Regions from separate parts of the Mus musculus genome. Here region 2 is linked to region 1. Evidence: chromatin contacts called from public Hi-C data. All regions are on one chromosome and are shown on one strand. The core of a region is the stretch at or near the end of the contact, and the rest is flanking DNA. Distances in the headings are between cores, read along the strand shown. Region 1 overlaps Atp10a (ATPase, class V, type 10A). Region 2 has its middle 110 kb from the start of Gm39019.

What was found. A called contact is a pair of places that touch in the nucleus more often than the background predicts.
Region 2: a contact with region 1 is called in a Hi-C map of adipose-derived mesenchymal stem cells, with 2.3 times the contacts expected there. The contact joins two enhancer-like sites. A contact is called at or near these places in 1 of 39 promoter capture datasets (pre-B cells), 3 of 484 Hi-C or Micro-C datasets (adipose-derived mesenchymal stem cells, cranial neural crest and nephron progenitors) and 1 of 115 datasets of contacts at active chromatin or transcription factors (large pre-B cells).

What each region holds. Positions count from the first base shown.
Region 1 is chr7:58,675,147-58,679,724 of GRCm38.p6, reverse strand. All of the region lies in intron 1 of Atp10a (ATPase, class V, type 10A), which reads right to left. Among named protein-coding and RNA genes, the nearest start is that of Atp10a, 19 kb to the right of the region's middle. Within about 2 kb of position 2,489, at least 152 of the 459 cell types and tissues checked have an H3K27ac peak or open chromatin away from gene starts, as enhancers often do. A contact at or near this core is called in adipose-derived mesenchymal stem cells, where this site is marked.
Region 2 is chr7:58,842,174-58,846,751 of GRCm38.p6, reverse strand. No RefSeq gene overlaps it. Among named protein-coding and RNA genes, the nearest start is that of Gm39019, 110 kb to the right of the region's middle. Within about 2 kb of position 2,456, at least 251 of the 459 cell types and tissues checked have an H3K27ac peak or open chromatin away from gene starts, as enhancers often do. A contact at or near this core is called in adipose-derived mesenchymal stem cells, where this site is marked.

The sequences.
Region 1 (4,578 bases), core at 1,240-3,739:
TTAATTCAGTCCTCACTATTTAAGCAACTAGCTAGCTTGCTTCTGAGACTCCCTGTGCTTGCCCGCCCCGCCCCATCTGCACCCTAGGATTATAGGCATATGTCTTTTACTTGAGTTCTGAGGACCTGTCCTTCATGTCCTCATGCTTGCTGGGCAAATACTTCATTTATTGGGCCCTCTCAACAACCCAGAATAAATTTTAATACATATATTCTTTTGTTTTTCAAGTGTGGTAAATCCAAAAAATAGGAGACAACTGCCACTGAGATCAAAAACAGGGCTCTCAGTGTAATTCAGGGGAAAACACTTGCCTGACCTGAGACTAAGAGAGCCTCTGGATTTGATTTCTAGTGCTACTGAATGAATGAATGAATGAATGAATGAATGAATGAATGAATCATGTGATTAGACAGTTTTTAACTAGGAGCGACTCTCAAGAGGAGGATGCCCACTGCCCCACGCCATAGAGGTCCAAGAGGGACCTTTGTCAATTCCCTATAGCCAGAGAAGATTAGTAGAGCAAATCAGTTTAGTGGTCTGTGTGTCCGCAGGCCCCAGACATATGGCCCACAGCTATTTTTGTAGTGCCTGACCTGAGGTAATGAAGGGAGCCTAATGAAGGTGGCCAGGGATGAACTCAAATCCTGTCTGCATTCCAAAAGCATGCTTTCAAAAGAGCTATTTGCTCTCTAAGAACTATTGAGCCCTGGAAAAGGCAGTTCCTATTAAGCCCAGCAATGTCCCAGATGTCCCAGAATCAGTAGCAAACTGAAAAGACACGGCTAATGCAGGACTGGTACACTAAGATGACACTGCATTAAGATGAACATTAAGATGTCACTGCAGGCAGGAGGTGGGAATGGAGCTGGGTATTACATACATGTACTTGCACTCAGATCTGCCATCTTCAAGCCTTGCTGCATTAGGAAGTTATTTGCTACTCTGCACTGCCAGATAATTCACTGATAAATCAGTGAAAAAGGAAACTGAAAGGGGAAAATAGGAAACATGGAGGTTGATGGTGGGAGTGGTGAATGCAAACACAGGGTAAGGAAACCCACCTGCACACACTATCAACTACACTCTGTACAAGAACGACTTGCTGGTCCTAAGCACATACCTGCAATGCAGACTGTAGAGGGCATCCATGCTGGCCTTGATACATGCTGGCCTTGAGAACTTGAGAACATACCACTAACTACAGACAAACTGTACAGGAGGAACCTGCTGGCCCCATAGCACATGTACACACACACATACACACATACACATACACCCTAATTACAAAGTAAAATCATCAGATCTCAACTATGAATCAGAATTTTCTATACCAAAGAAATGATTGGGAAGGGAGGGGGGGGGGAAAGCAAGTAAGAGAGAAAGAAAAAGAGAAGATAAGAGAGAGGGAGGGAGGGAGGGAGGGAGGGAGGGAGGGAGGGAGGGAGGGAGGGATAGGGATAGATGATAGGAATAGGCAGTGTTTACCTAACACATTTTGAGATCCTGAGTTCAATCCTCAGCATATGACCCCACACACAACAAATTATAAATAAAAAATTGTTCAGTGAGAGTAATAATGAGAAACAGAAGCCAAGAAAAATCTCACATATCTGTCACAGAAAAAAAGGTGTAAAAAAAATAATGACAGCAATAACCATTATAATATAAAATGTTATTACTTACTTTTCTACAAAAGAGATCCGAGGGGCAAGACGTATGCAATAAAATCGCAGTGTTTAATAAAAGCACTATTGTTTACTAAATAAACCCCACATATATAATCTTAAAGACTGTTCAGGAGAGACCAGTTATGCAGTGGTTTCCCCTCATTCTGTGTAGGATCTTTTCACTCTGTTGACTGTTTATTTTGCTGTGTGGAAGCTTTTGCATTTAATACAGCCCGATTTGTTCATTTTTTACTTCTGTTGCCTTGTTTTGGGAGCTATTACCAAAAGATCCTTGCCCAAACCCACATCCTGAACTGTTTCCTCTGAGTATTATCTACATAAGACATTCAGAGAAAAGTTGCCTTCTGTGTAAAATAACAAGTTTGTTCAGGGTACATCCCGTGGCAGCCCCTGGGAGCAACTGCCTCCTCTAGGTGGCCCACTCTCTTCCTGCACTATCTTACTCAAATTGCTCTGAGTTCCCCTAGTTAGCACATTTTCTGAGCCACTGAGTGCTGGAGGGGACTCAAGTATAAGAAGTCTGGTATTCTGTCACAGAAGTGACATTGGGCTTCTTGGTTTTGGGGGATTTGGGGTTTTTTTTTTCAACCAACAGGAAAAGACCGTAGCAGAGTGTGTTGCAATCTCCACAAAGTATGACTGAAACTTCGAGAGAACAGCTCAGAGAAGGATTCGGCCACACCCTCTGGCTTGGCAATAGTCAGAAGTCTCCAAACGGTCCTTCCATGTGCTTAGGAGTCTGGAGAATTGGATGGACTACAGAACAAGTGCTGGTGTCTGGTTGAAGCAGACCAGAGAGCTCATGTCCTCCTCCCTCCTGAGTCACAGTGGCTCACTAGGCCAGCTGGCCAGCTTGCCTAATGTGAGCAGTCATGGGAGAGGCATGTGGAAATAGAGACAGGATACAATTGTCAAGCTCACCTCTTGGCTTCACCTGAGGTAAATCAATGTCGCTGAGTGACCGGATACCAGACTTAATAACTTAGTCGTCTCCAGCACACAGTGACTCAGAAAATCTGCTAACACACGGAACTCAGTACAAGGTTCCCTAAGAGTCATAATGTGACAAACGGTCCTACCAGGAACCAAAACATAACTTCTGAATGCGTGTTCTTAACAATTATTAGAAGTACAAACACAAAATGCTTAACAATAGTGAAATCAGGCGGGCATGTAGCGCAGCTGTTATGTATGTACCAAGGTTTGGTCCTCTGCACAGCAAGGAATAAAAAAAACAGTAATAGCTGGACCTAGTCACATACATCTGTAATGGCAGCTCTCAGAAGTAGAGAAAAAGAATCAAGAGGCCAGCTAGTACAACACAGAAAGACCTGGTGTCAAACAAGCAAACAAACAAACAAGCGCCCTGAGAACTACAGAATACCCAGAGCGAGACCTTGTCTCAAAAAAAAAAAAAAAAAAAGGCAAAGCAAAAGAATCAAACGAAGCAAAGCTTTTTGAATGACTCCATTCAAATATGACACATTAGGATTCCTGCCATTTCATTAACTCCTCTGGTGTGGAATTCCTTTAGAGGCTGTGATTTCTCCCAGAGGAATACTGTCTGGTTAGGGAAGAAAAGCAGACTGGGGAGTTTCATTGTGGGGCTTGGTCACTCAGCCCACCCCTGCAAAGCTGTTCTTACCCCGAGGACTTTCTAGGAAAGCCCTACAGTTCCCACAAGCCTGATGCTGAAGTACAAATAAGGCCTGCCCTCTGAGTGCTGGCATCTGCTTATTATGGAAAAGGCCTCAGGTCCCCAGAGGACCCGTGTATTCCATGAGGCTTCCCACAGCATCTTGGTGACGAAGCTCCCTCCCTGCAAGGCTGGTCCTGATTTATATCCCTTTAAGAAACTAGAGACTTATGTTTTTGAGTTTTCATTTTTATAATTATTTGTAGGCAGAAAATGATTATTTTTCAGAATCAGAAGAGATAGGAGAAAACCAACAGGTAAGCTTCCTCTGACCTACACACACCCACACACACACACACACACACACACACACACGCACGCACGCACACACGCACACACACACACATTTAGAAAGACCATTTCAAAGGCACCATTAAATGAGTCAGTGAATTAAAATCACTTTATGTTTGAAAAAAAAAAAGCAATTAGGCTGAGGCAGACAGATTACAGCCTTGACTACATAGTGAGTTCAAAGTCCTCCAGGGCTAAATAAGTGAGACTCTTAAGACAAACAAACAAAAACCAAGGTATATTTACAAACCAAGTCATCATATACGTAACACTGTTAAACTGTTAATTCAAACAGTGCCTTGCTTTTACGTTTTCAAAAAGATTTTATGTGCAGTCCCCACTGTTATACCTGGGATTGTGTGCAGTCTTCAAAGTCACCCTAGGATTACATGCAGTCCCCACAGTCATCCTGACATTATGTGCTGTCCATACTCTACTGTGTTGCTCAATAAAGCTACACAAGCTAATGGTAGCTTTGTCTTGGCTGGAAGAACATCTAGACCACATTGAAGACCGGTCATACTGTGATGTAAAGGTTTTGGTAAAACAAAAATTGCAGTATGGAACTAACCAATACACCCCCGGAGCTCGTGTCTCTAGCTGCATATGAATCAGAAGATGGCCTAGTTGGCCATCAATGGAAAGAGAGGCCCATTGGTCGTGCAAACTTTATATGCCTCAGTACAGGGGAACGCCAGGGCCAGGAAGTGGGAGTGGGTGCGTAGGGGAGTGGGTGGGGGAGTGTGTGGGGGACTTTTGGGATAGCATTGGAAATGTAAATGAAATAAATACCCAATAAAAAAAAGTCAAAAATTAAACTACAATAAATGCTTTGCTATATTTATCCCCCTCCCCCCAAAAAAATGCAGTATGTCTACAAAGAGGTGCATTGGGCATAAGGGC
Region 2 (4,578 bases), core at 1,207-3,706, 170 kb before region 1:
TTCTAGAATTAACACAAGGAACATAGCCCTGTTTCAAAAGAATCTTGCCATGGCTCTGAGGTTTCCAATTCACAAAATTAATTTCTCACTGCGATTTGCAAATGGCCTGTTTTCTTTCTCTGGGTGTATTTACCCACAAATGAGAAGTATAACCACTGCCAGGCATATAACTAGCGTGTGATTCTTGTTACTTTATCTGTCTATTCACCAACTTCCAAACATTCATGTGCAGGGAAATGTTTAACAGTCATACTATGGTGAGCAGGCTGGACTAATTTCACTCTGTATAGGATTTATAATCTAAGAAGGAGAAATTTAGCTTTATAGAGTGTACTTGGTGGACCAAATGAAATAGATGCAGAGATGGCAGGGAAGAGCTCTTTCTGTGACTGACCACTATGTTGAGAAGACTGGCCTAATCACACTCATTGGGCTCCAATGTGTTTCAGCAGCCTAGACTACAAGCAAGCCCCCAGTGATGCTTAGTTATTAGGCCTATAGGGTTTCAAGCCTACGAAATGTCTTCTACAACTAAAAAGAAAAAATACCCTGTGAGTTGAGAACCTTCATCACCACATATCAGTGTGTAGTGGTTTCTACCAACATGAAGAAGAGGTGTCCATCGACTTGAATAGATACATTCCCCCCCACCCCCCCAAACTGCTAACAAATGTTTAGTGTTTCTTTCAGTTATAGATGTGGATTTTAAGCTACTCCACTTTTAACAATACTGATCGAGGTTACCTAGTTGAATCTGAATTTTATAAAAATGAACAGTATTTTAATATAAGCATGTCCCACATATAATAATTGGAACAATTTGAAATTTAAATGTAGACTGGTAATCCAATATTTTGTCTGGGAAGCCCAAGTTCTGTCTCACTGGTAGTCATCCATGTCCAATTGTATCATGGTTATTGCAATTATCTTGAAACATTGTCTGTCCAAACTTGCAACAGATAAAACCCAAAGATAGATTATTTAGCTTTTTACTGAGGTACATTTATTTCTGTACAGCAAATTTTATTTGTCTTTTAGAAGCTATTTTATTATTACAACGAAATTGGTTTCCATTGTCATATGATGTATTTAATTTCATGAACTTAGAAACACGAGTCTGAGGGACAGTGAGGGAATTCAGTGAGAAAAAGCACTAGTTGTACAAGCCTGGAGACATCAGTTAAATCCCCAGAACCCATATAAAGATAGGGGGAAAGAATGACTGTGTAAAATTGTCTTTAGACGTCTGCATGCATGTTAGGGCATGTGTACCCCACTCCTGATATAGCATACACACACAGAAACTAATGATAATACTAAAAGTAATTTTTAAGAGAAATATGAATCTAGGAAGGATCAACTCCAGCATTGCATCCAACCTTTAAGCACAGGCCTCATTGCTTCTTTCAAGTGACACTGAAGTTGGCTTTGCCATGTATTCTGCCAGAAGCTGCAGGGTCCTGCTCTAGCCCTGAAGAGTAGAATATCAGTCTTCACAGGCCGGACTTCAGCAGTGAGGGAGCAGGCCCTGTTAGCCTCAAGAGAGGGCAAGCAGTCTTGGGATATCTGTGGTAGTTCTGAAGCCTTTTGCTCTCCTGAGGTCTTCTAGGCTGCTCACGCGCAGAGCTGAGAGCTACCTTAGAAGCTGTAGTGGGTGCAGGGTGAAGTGGTATGGAAATGAGGACAAGGATAGAGACTGAGCAGCCTTGAAGAGATGTCAGAAAGGACATTTGGAAAAGACAAACAAAAACAGAAACAAAAAACAAAAAACCCAAACAAAAACTCAATTTGTTCCTTCTAAGTTGATAGGAAAATAGATACAGAGGCAAATTAGAATTATCCTAGAAATTTTTCTAGAAATTATTCTATAAAAATTGGCTACTCACACAAGGGAGTTGGTCTCTACAGGTTCTATCTACCCCGTCTCTGTGCATTTCCGCTAAAGTCATCCTGTTGGGTCCTGGGAGCCTCTTGTTTCCCTCATCTCCCACTGCTACATATTTTTATTCTATTTCCTGACCCTCTGTATCTCTCTCCCATCCCCTCCAGTACTTAATACTGACTCCCCCGCCCTTATTTCCTCCTTATGTAAACCATAATTTGTAGGGGGTTGAGAAAAACTCTCTAAGGTCTACATGTACTTCATTTCTGGGGCTCAGCATTTACATTTTTACACCCTGCAATGCTGAGTGAGCTACGAATGAAAAAAAAATTAAATGGTAATTAAAATAAATGTTAGCTATATGCATATGTATGTATATTCAAGAAAACCTGGGGAGTAAGAAATGGTATTCTTATTCAAAGAGATCTCTCTGGAGCCTCTGACTGGGACCTTCTTCTCTGGTGAGTTCCTAGCCCGCCCGAGGAGAGGGAGAAAAGAGAAAAGGGGAAGCACTGGAGGAGGGAGGAATGAATCAATACAGCTTCTGCCGCATACCAGCAGGAAAGCTGCAGACAGCAGCCCCACGTGACCAGCCCTCTGAGAAAATGAAGCCAAAAATAGCTCAGAGCCTCACACTTCATGGCTGGCAGAGGCACGATTTTTCATCCACCGTTGGGAGTGGTGTTCCAGGGGCTCTGAGCATAGCAACGAAAAAAAATCAAAGCAGCTCAGCAGCTTTGGCTTATTCTAATCTGTGCACTAGACAACAGCAAATGCTTGGGTGTTTTCTTAACTCCAACGCCCATCCACAAAATCTGTACTATGTTTGTGAGGATCACAAGATAGCCCTTGGGGACGTTTATCAGGGGAAGGATTTCTGGGGCAGGCTCCCAAAGATATTCTGCCTTGTGTGCAGAGAGTGCTGGAAAATACAAGATGCCCCTGGAGTAGGAGAAGACAGCTGTACCTTTAGATGTAGCCAAAAATCCAGCCCCCTTTTCAATACAGAAGAATATTATATTATAATCATAGATTTCTTTGAAAGCAACAAAGCAATGTATGTCATCTTAAGCAATAAATTATGATGGCTTGCTTCCAGGGCATGATTCCAGAAAAAAACCCAGAGGAGGGGATTTTGATAATCTTACAGATTCAAAAAAGTTAAAGGTTATATAGCATAAGAAACCTTCTTTTATAAAGCTACTTTAAAAGGCATAATGTAATAATGTATGCTTAGAAAATCCAGTCCACTAATAAGCTGGTAGACGCTGTGCACTTATTTGTTTGTTTGTTTATAAATAAATAGGTCCCATGAAATATGTATGTTTCCTGTTGTGCAATGGCACTATTTAATACACAGATGAAAACAAGTTTTGACAATCATAAAAAAAAAACACCCTTAATTAACCATGAAGAATACAGTTTCCTCTCTCTGGTGTTCTCAGAAGGATCCTTACTCACTCAGGGATAACAGGAAGACAATAAACACCTGAAAAATGAACAAGCAGGTGCCATGAGGAGGTAACTGCTATGGAGGACATAAAGCATGCACTCAAGGGTGCAAGGTCAGGCCTGGGAGCATTTCTAGGGAGGCTAGTTGAAGGGTTAAAGGCAGCTCTTCTAGAGCCTGAAAGCTGGAAGAATGTTGTTTTCTCTGAGAGAAGGCAGGGGCTAAAAATAGCAGGACTTTCCTCTATGAAGTTCAAGTCTGATGTGTTTCCCACTCTTGTGAGCCATAACACAGGACAGAGATTTATGACCACCTGGGCTCTAATGGGTTATTTTGAGCTTCCGAGTCAGGGCAGACACATTTGTTGCGGAGCTAATTTTATAGGGAGATAAATTCTCAGACCATCTGCCAGGGAAACATGCTTTGTGTCAGTTAGCCATGGAATGAGAAGGGGGAAGACCTGCAGGCTGATTTCCCAGCACATGCAGCTTTTCTACAGGCACTGGGGAGTGTTGGGGGAGAGGTAGCTCTGTGCCAGAAACTTCTCTGTGAAAAAGTATAAATAAGAGCCAAGATAGGTAGGGCTTCCTGAGTATCGGCACGGTACAGCTCCCTCTCTTGTGAAACAGCCATTGAGGTATAGTTAATGACAACCAGAAAGACAAAGCACTTCTAGCAGAAGGGTCTTCATTGTGCACCCCACATTCTCCTTACCTCTGAACAGCTCTGGTAACTCCTCACATCTTAGTTTGTGCAATGAGAACTCAGAACAAGGAATTGGGCTCAGCAGCTGGACGATACCTTCAGCCTCCTAAGTAAAGGTGATCATGACTCCACAGTGGACAGAGATGTGAGGCCGCAATCCTGTTTTGAAGTGCTTGCTATGCTTTCTGTGACTATTTCCAGTGAAGAGTTTATATAACATTCCCAGCAGGCTTTGATAAGGCTGCCATAGTCAGCAATCTCACAAGTAGTAAAACACTAAGATGTCCTTTCTTTGTGTTTGAATAATATGTGGATATTAGTGCTTCTCTTTGGTGTGAAGTACATTTTTCACTGGGATTCTTTACTCTTTTTCAGGCACCAGGCTAGGATGCCTTTCTACTTCATGAGATTTAGCAGTCCTAAAGTTATCTATACAGGAAGTTGCTGATGGAGATGGGCCTGACCATTTTCATTATCTTTTGCTTCAAGATTTTGCAGGAAAAAGAAGAAGTTGCCTGTTTCCTGGACAATCATTCCCCTT